2 separate regions of the Ovis aries genome follow, and region 1 is linked to region 2. The links are chromatin contacts, called in public Hi-C maps. All regions are on one chromosome and are shown on one strand. Each heading gives the region's core, a stretch centred on a gene start, on an enhancer-like site or on the middle of the called end of the contact. The rest is flanking DNA. Distances are from core to core; before and after follow the strand shown.

What was found. Hi-C and Micro-C count contacts between places; a contact is called where the count stands out from the background.
Region 1: a Hi-C map of liver shows a contact between it and region 2, with 2.9 times the contacts expected there. The contact joins the enhancer-like site here to the promoter of EIF3D in region 2. A contact is called at or near these places in 3 of 16 Hi-C or Micro-C datasets (liver and tail adipose tissue).

What each region holds. Positions count from the first base shown.
Region 1 is chr3:180,880,427-180,884,702 of ARS-UI_Ramb_v3.0, reverse strand. No RefSeq gene overlaps it. Among named protein-coding and RNA genes, the nearest start is that of NCF4, 10 kb to the left of the region's middle. Within about 2 kb of position 2,427, at least 3 of the 54 cell types and tissues checked have an H3K27ac peak or open chromatin away from gene starts, as enhancers often do. A contact at or near this core is called in liver, where this site is marked.
Region 2 is chr3:180,583,719-180,588,525 of ARS-UI_Ramb_v3.0, reverse strand. It overlaps EIF3D (eukaryotic translation initiation factor 3 subunit D), which reads left to right and starts at 3,394. Exons shown (of 14, transcript XM_060413198.1): 1 at 3,394-3,519. It overlaps TRNAE-UUC (transfer RNA glutamic acid (anticodon UUC)), which reads left to right and starts at 192; the gene lies at 192-263. It overlaps LOC105610957 (a long non-coding RNA gene), which reads right to left and starts at 37. Exons shown (of 3, transcript XR_001434223.4): 1 at 1-37.

The DNA.
Region 1 (4,276 bases), core at 1,178-3,677, 300 kb before region 2:
TTTTTCTAAATGGAGATGATTATACCTGTTTCATAGGATTATTGCCTTATTCATTTCTCAAAATGTAGTGAGCACTTACTATGTCCCAGACACCTACTCTGTGCCCAGCTTCAATGAAAGCCATTGTTCTCTTGAAACCTTCTGTTCAGTTCAGTTCAGTTCAGTCGCTCAGTCATGTCTGATTCTTTGCGACCCCATGAATCGCAGCACGCCAGGCCTCCCTGTCCATCACCAACTCCCAGAGTTCACTCAGATTCACGTCCATTGAGTCCGTGATGCGATCCAGCCTTCTCATCCTCTGTTGTCCCCTTCTCCTCCTGCCCCCAATCCCTCCCAGCATCAGAGTCTTTTCCAATGAGTCAACTCTTCACATGAGGTGGCCAAAGTACAGGAGTTTCAGCTTTAGCATCATCCCTTCCAAAGAAATCTCCTTCAGAATAGACTGGTTGGATCTCCTTGCAGTCCAAGATGGGTTAAATAAGTTGGTGGTTGCCAAGTACTCAGTATAATGCCTGGAAGATGGACAGTAATTGATGGACATCATTGATGTTAATGTTGATGATAATTTCCTTGATATGGCTTGATCCCTTCTTGGTCTATCTCCCCCTGCACAGTTCACTCTCCTCTGACTTAAAACTTATTACAGCAAATTCTATTTTTCCCCCGTATATGTCATCCGCTGTCACTGCACTTGAGTTGTGGAAACCGCCCTGTGCCTAATCAAAATCATTGATGGAAATTGACCACCAGGGGACGCTGCGACCTAGAAACCCAGTTCCCACTCTGTAGCGCCACCTGGAAGAGGAAATATCCTAAGTCGCAAGCGAAAGGACCGGTCTAACAAGAGGGTCAAATAGTGAGAGCTAGCTTGGCAAAGCCGGAGAAGGCAATGGCACCCCACTCCAGTACTCTTGCCTGGAAAATCCCATGGACGGAGGAGCCTGGTAGGCTGCAATCCATGAGGTCGCTAAGAGTCGGACATGGCTGAGCAACTTCACTTTCACTTTTCACTTTCATGCATTGGAGAAGGAAATGGCAATCCACTCCAGTGTTCTTGCCTGGAGAATCCCAGGGACAGATGAACCTGGTAGGAGACTGTCTATGGAGTCACACAGAGTCGGACAAGACTGAAGCGACTTAGCAGCAGCAGCAGCAGCAGCTTGGCAAAGCGCTGCTTGCTGAACTCCACAGCCAAATCTCCAGAAGCCTCATCAGCCAGAATCTGAGCAGAATTCGTAAGAAGAAGCCCCTGAGGCTTAAGGATCCGGAATCTCCTCTCCTTTGATCACAAATATGATAATGGCTAAGATACTCAGAGTTTACTGTTTAACCAACCCTCCACCACAAAATTGCAAAAATATGTGAGTTAGCACTTTCAATGCCCTAACTACAGTGTTTGGCTCAAAGTCCAGCTCAATACATGTTGGCTCTGATTATTGTTACTTAATCCTCATTCCAACCCCAATAATATGTCATTATTTTCCCCCTGCTCTTGAGGTAAGGAAACTGAGGCTCTATGGGATTAGGAGACTGAACCAAAGTGACTTAGTGGATGAGTGATGAAGTAAGATTTTGACCTTAAATCTGGCTGATTTCAAACTCACACTGTCAGTAAATGTGCTGGACTGGCTAATTCATTTGTATATTCACTTCACAAGCATTTAGCATCTCTTCTGTACAGGTGGAAAGGATACAGAGATGAATCCGGCACAGCAGTTGCCTTCCTGGAATTCACACTACTGTTGAAGTACACGTGTGTGCATACACACGAGCACACACATGCACATGCACCCACACACAAGTGAACACACAGATAGGCGCACCCGTGCACACACGGAGACACACACACACATGCACGCATGCCCACACATACACTCAGGCATTCAGAGCAGAGCGCAGGTCGGGGGAAATCAGGAGATACATGTTAGGAATCCAGCTTCCCCGATTCTATATCCAATGCTGTCTTCAGCCTCCAGGGGATTTCAAACACAGATGTCTCCAGGGGCCTGGCAGGTATCTTCAGTGTCAGCTGGAGCCTGGATGGAAAGCTCGAGGGGGTGGGGCAAACTGTGGCTTAGGGTCTGCCTTCCCTGCCATCACCTCTGCCGCAGAACTGCAAGGACTTTAAGAATCTAGCTGTGCACCTGGCCTTCCAGCTCCCCATGAAGGTCTACTGGTCAAGGCAGAAGAACAGAACTGTCTTATTAGCAGCTTGTTGGCTCGCTCTGCAGTCGTAAGAATTTCAAGGCAGAAGAACAGAACTGTCTTATTAGCAGTCATAAGAATTTAAGCACACAGCACACGGGCTTCCATTTGTCCTACTGCTCCAGTCCCCCGTAGTGTCGGTGTCGGTGAGCAAGGCATAGGGACTTGTATGCCCCAGTAATCCTCTGGACTTCATTCAAAGAGGAAAGAGAATTTATGAGAGTGTTTAAATAAAGAGTGATGTAATCTGATTAATGTTTAAAAAAGATCCCTTTGTCTGCTGCTCAAACGGAGGCTCCCAGGAGGTGGTATTAGAAGTAAATAGACTATGTGCCCCATTCTAACAGCGTTTTAAGAATTGGCTTTATTGAGGTATAATTTACATATGATAAAACTCACCAACTTAGGGACTTGCCTGGTGGTCCAGTAGTTAAGAATCTGCCTTATAATGCAGGGGACTCGGGTTTGATCCCTGGTCAGGAAACTAAGATCACACATGCCGAGCAGTAACTAAACCTATATGCTTCAACTAGAGAGCCCTCGAGCTGCAGCGAAGACCCAGCACAACCAAACAAACAAAACACTCACCAAGTTCGAGTGTATAATTCAACGAGTTTTGACAATTATGTAGCCACTGCATCACAATACAGGAGATTTCCATTATCCCTGAAAAACTCCCAAAAGATCATGCCCCTTTGCCATCAATCTCCTCCCTTCCCCGCCCCAGGCCCTGGCAACCACTGATCTGTGTGCTATCATTCCACTTTGCCATTTCTCAAATTTCATATGAATGGAATTAATTACAGAGTATGCGGTCTTCTGTGCCTTTCACAGGGTATAATTCATCAGTGTTGATGTGTATACATCAGTAATTCTTCTTCTTATCACTAAGTAGCAGTCTATAGTAGGAACATACCATAATTTGGCATCTATTCACAAGTTGATGGGCATTGGGGCTGTTTCCAAGTCTGGGGTTATTAAAACAAAGTTGCTGCAAACATTCAAGCACAAGTGCTTGTGTGGACATGAGTTTTCACTTCTCTTGGGTAAATATTTAAGAGATGCTCGGCCGTTTAATACTTGCATATTTAACTTTGTAAGAAAATCTCCAAAGTGGTTGCACCATTTTGCATCCCTGGCAGCCAGTGTATTAAGAGGCAGATGTTCGAGGTTCCAGGTCCACACTGGCTCAGGGAGAGGGGCTCCATCTGTAAAGACCAGGGGTCTAAGTGCAGCTATAGACTCTGGGTTACTTATTATCTCCTCTCAGCTCTACACTTACCTTTCTGAGGACTTCCCTGGTGGTCCAGAGGTTAACACTCCACACTTCCAATGCAGGGGGCACAGGTTTGACCCCTGGTCAGGGAACAAAGATCCCGCATGGGGCACAGGCAAAAAACAAAACAAACAAATCTACCCTTTTATGCCCAGCTTCCTGGAGCTGGGGTTGGGTCTCCAAACCACTTTTCTGCTTTGCCAGCTGATTCCCAATAGCTTCTGCGAACAGGGGCTACAGAGAGAGAGGAGGAAGGCATTCGCTCCTTCATACGTCTTCCCTGTACCCAGCAGCCTTGCTGCCCTGGAAGCCACAGTTGGTCCCAGTAACCACTGACTCTAGTTTCTAGTTCTTTCCACATTCCCAGGATGAGGTTCCCCACTCCCTCCTCAGAGGTCTGGAGTTCTGAGTCCCAGCTCCCTGAGGACCCTTCTCCAAGCTTCTAAGGCACCAGCCCCAGCTGGGCACCAACACTCCCTCCACCAGCTCCCTCTGCCAGGCTTCTAAGTCATGACAACCCCACCCTCTTCCTCCTATTCCCACGGTTATAGGAAGCAGTTACTATCTGGTTACCTCAGTGTCTCCTTTTGTCTCTCCAGTCTTCTGAGATCCATTCAACCAATCCCCTATATTAAATTCTCACTGTTAAAATAATTTGTCTACTTCCCCCTCAATACTCAGGCAGCCTCACAGGCCTCTAGTCTAGCTCCCAGCCAGAATATCTCCAGGGAAGCAGGATGGTCAGGCAGGAGGAATCTCATGCCTGGGGCAAAGGGACAGGCCCTCAGACAACTC
Region 2 (4,807 bases), core at 2,145-4,644:
CTGGGAATACATCTCCCCTACATCTTCACCAGCCTGTGTCCACAACCAATCACCCCTCTGAATAGCCCTGCCCTTTCCTCATTCACTCTCTCACTTGCCACGTGCCTGGTACTATTCCAAGCACTTAAATTAACTCATTTAATTCTCTCCACAGCCCCGTGGCATTAAAAAAAAAAAAGCATGATTGGGGCTCCCTGGTGGTCCAGTGGTTAAGACTCAGCACTTTCTCTGCTGGGGCCCAGGTTCAACCCCTGGTCAAGGAACTATCATGCAAGTCCTGCAGCATAATAATAAAAAAAAAGTATGTGAGCAGAAGCAGCAGCAGCTGCTGCTGCTGCTAAGTCACATCAGTCGTGTTGACTCTGTGTGACCCCATAGACGGCAGCCCACAAGGCTCCCCCATCCCTGGGATTCTCCAAGCAAGAACACTGGAGTGGGTTGCCATTTCCTTCTTCAGTGCATGCAAGTGAAAAGTGAAAGTGAAGTCGCTCAGTCGTGCCCGACTCTTAGCGACCCCATGGACTGTAGCCTACCAGGCTCCTCCATCCAAGGAATCTTCCAAGCAAGAGTACTGGAGTGGGTCTCCAGTGCCTTCTCCAGAGCTAGAGCAGAGTGAATATAAAATGACAGGATATAAAGATGATAGATAGTTAGGACCAAACAGGTCACAGGAAGACTTTCATATTTTATTCCAAGTATATAATGGGAAGCTACTAGAAGGTTGTAAATAGATGCTTTGATCACCACACAAAGAAAGAACCCTAGAGGAACACAAGTGGACACTGGGGGCCCAAGCATGAGGCTGGAGATGGTGAGGGAAAGTGGTGGCATTTACCATGGTTCTTGTTTTGTTTTGTTTCTGCCCATGCTGTGAGGTTGCAGGATCTTAGTTTTCTGACCAGGGATCAAACCCACGGCCCCTGCAATGGAAGTGCAGAGTCCTAACCACAGGGCCACCAGAGGATTTCCTCAAAATATATTCTAAAAGAATAAAGAGGACTTGCTGATGGATTGAATGTGGTGGGAAAAGGAACTACCAATGATGACTACAAGGCTTTCCAATAAGCATCATCCACTGGGTACCATGAACAAAAATTAGGAAAACTGGATGATGAGTGGATTAGAAGAGAATTTATAGAAACAGATGCTGCTGTTAACATTTTCATTTTATACATGAATAAGGTTTCAAAGAGATCAATTAACAAGCCTGAGTTTGTCCAACTGGTAAGTGAAATTCCTGAGTATTTTCACATACATATATTTTACCCTCACAGCACCTCTTTTTATCATCTTCAATTTACAAATAAGGAAACTGAGGCCCAGAGATGTGAAGGCTACACTGCTAAAGTGGCAGAGCCAAGAATAAATATCAGCTCTAACAGCAAGTATACTTTCTAATAAAGGAGACAGGCCAGGAGACTGATAACGAAGCCTAGGAGACCAGGTAGAAAATAATCTTGAGGTTTGAACAAAAATTACACACTCAGATTCTTTCAAATGTTTTGAAATTCCCCAATACATGAACCGTGAACTTCCGGATGTTCAAGCTGGTTTTAGAAAAGGCAGAGGAACCAGAGATCAAATTGCCAACATCCACTGGATCATCGAAAATGCAAAAGAGTTCCAGAAAAACATCTATTTCTGCTTTATTGACTATGCCAAAGCCTTTGACTGTGTGGATCACAATACACTATGGGAAATTCTGAGAGATGGGAATACCAGACCACCTGACCTGCCTCTTGAGAAACCTATATGCAGGTCAGGAAGCACCAGTTAGAACTGGACATGGAACAACAGACTGGTTCCAAATCGGAAAAGGAGTGTGTCAAGGCTGTATATTGTCCCCTGCTTATTTAACTTCTATGCAGAGTACATCATGAGAAACGCTGGGCTGGAAGAAGCACAAGCTGGAATCAAGATTGCCGGGAGAAATATCAATAACCTCAGATATGCAGATGACACCACTCTTATGGCAGAAAGTGAAGAGGAACTCAAAAGCCTCTTGATGAAAGTGAAAGAGGAGAGTGAAAAACTTGGCTTAAAGCTCAACATTCAGAAAACAAAGATCATGGCATCTGGTCTCATCACTTCATAGCAAACAGATGGGCAAACAGTGGAAACAGTGTCAGACTTTATTTTGGGGGGCTCCTAAATCACTGCAGATGGTGACTGCAGCCATGAAATTAAAAGACGCTTACTCCTTGGAAAGGAAGTTATGACCAACCTAGATAGCATATTCAAAAGCAGAGACATTACTTTGCCAACAAAGGTCCGCCTAGTCAAGGCTATGGTTTTCCAGTGGTCATGTATGGATGTGAGAGTTGGACTGTGAAGAAAGCTGAGCATCGAAGAACTGATGCTTTTGAACTGTGGTGTTGGAGAAGATTCTTGAGAGCCCCTTGGACTGTAAGGAGATCCAACCAGTCCATTCTGAAAGAGATCAGTCCTGGGTGTTCTTTGGAAGGAATGATGCTAAAGCTGAAACTCCAGTACTTTGGCCACTTCATGCGAAGTTGACTCATTGGAAAAGACTCTGATGCTGGGGAGGGATTGGGGGCAGGAGGAGAAGGGGACGACAGAGGATGAGATGGCTGGATGGCATCACCTACTTGAAGGACGTGAGTTTGAGTGAACTCCGGGAGTTGGTGATGGACAGGGAGGCCTGGCGTGCTGCAGGACAAACTCCGTAGGCTGAGTTTCCAAAAAGACAGCACCGTTGCCATCGTAGCCAGGTGGTTCCTGAGTCGCCACTTCAGAATCACCACCAATTAAAATGCAGGTTTCTGGGCTCCAGCTAAGCCACGCTTGTATAACAGTCTATGGAAGGGGACCCGGAATCTTCATTTTTCAAATTAGCTCTCCAGGAATCTTTGTCAAACAAGAAAGTCTGAGAACTGTGGAGGTATGGTTTGAACACTGGCAGCGACCTCCGACACTAGTAGTCTGATCTACTCAGGTCACTTTGCACCTCCTGGTCTGTTTCCGAAAGCGCTCAAAGCTCAGCGAGTAGCCGCAAAAACCTGCCTGAAAGACTCGAACTCCCCCTAACGGTGAAACTCAAACAACACGATCTTTTAAAGAAGGCAGAAGCCGCGGGTCGTTGTGGGATACAGAGGGCCAGAGCGGCCCGCAAGGCATTGTGGGACATAGAGGGGCTTTCAGCCAGTCGCCGCTTCCAACTCCAACTACAAGGCCGCCACGTTTCAAGAAACTTGAAACTCTCGGAGTGTCGCCGGATGCCCCATGACGTAACTGTAAACATCCTCGAAGGCTAAATAAGAACACCGCGAAGAGAACAGGGACGAACTTCCGGATGTGCCTTCGCTTTACGACTCGCGTGTTCCGCCGTCGAACCGGAAGGAAGCCAAGAAGCAGTTTACGACACCGTCGGTCGTATTTACGGTGCCGGCCGCTGCGCGCGCATGTTTCCTCCTTTCCCGGTTCCCCGTAGCTCAGGCGGTGGCGCGGTATTCGGCCTAGACTATCTCTCACCATCGGGGCCGGTTACGGCCGTTACAGGTAAGCAGCGTATTCCGTACGCTTCCGCGGATCTCCAGAGCAGAGTTGAGCTGCGCCTGGCCTTCGGGGGCCTGCCGGAAGAGACTTCCGTACGCCCCCTCCTGCTTCCCTGTACCTCCGCTGGGAGGGGCAGGAATCCGCCTTCGGTCCCCCCAGGTCCGACCCAGTGCGGGGCAGAGCCTGTGGTTGAGGTCTCTTTCCGTGGAGTCCGCTTAGCGGCCACCGACAGTGTGTTCTGATGTGAACATGTCATTAACCCCGCTGAGTCTCAGGGTCTTTTAAAGTGCCCCACGGTTCCCTGAGCTTCTACGAGAGGGCTATTGGGTGTGCCAAACTGAGCGATGTTCGGCCCTGCTCTGAGGAGTTCACCGTCTAAATGTTTCTTTTCCTTGCCTATGAAATGGAAGGCTAGGATGTAGTTGGTTGATCTCTGATTTGACATTAACCGCCCAGGAATTGGCAAACGATCTGCAGTAACCTGCCAGCCACAAGGTTCTCCCTATGACTGTCCTGTTGATGCCGCCCCATCCTTTATCTGTAGCCAGTACAGCTGTCACTCCGTTTCAACTGAAAGATTTAGTTTCCCCTGTTGGTTACATTGTACTCTGCCTACTTTTTAGTTTACGCGTTGAAACCAAGCGACTTCCTTCCGCCCCTTTTAAAGTGTGTTTGGAGATATCTCACTGTGTTATTGATATGATCTGAAACCCAGGATCTTTTCAGGCTGCTGTCCAGCTGTAAAATAATGGGAAGAGTGTTACACTTAAGACAGAGGACCCTAGAAACCAAGTCTATCTTGAAATGATGAGATCAGCTGCTTGATTTGGCTGAACTGTGTATTTTTTTTTTAATCTGAAATTGGGGCCTAGGGGTTTAGTGGTGTTGCATCTGACATGTTGTAGGACCCTGGTAATATATAAGGGTATATTGTTTTGAGACCACCACACTCTCCCTCAGTCCGCTTCCTGTAGTGTAATTTAAGTTTAGGTAGGAGGATGGGGCTTCCAGGTTCATGCCCTTTTGGATCACGCAAGTGTCACCTCTAGGAACTCTCCCCATCATGGGAAAATGAAGAGAGTTTCATAAATTTAGTATTCTTTGCTCTTTGATTGATACAACTGAGCGACTTCACTTTCACTTTTCACTTTCATGCACTGGAGAAAGAAATGGCAACCCACTCCAGTGTTCTTGCCTGGAGAATCTCAGGGACAGGGGAGCCTGGTGGGCTGCCATCTATGAGGTCGCACAGAGTCAGACATGACTGAAGTGACTTAGCAGCAGCAGCTCT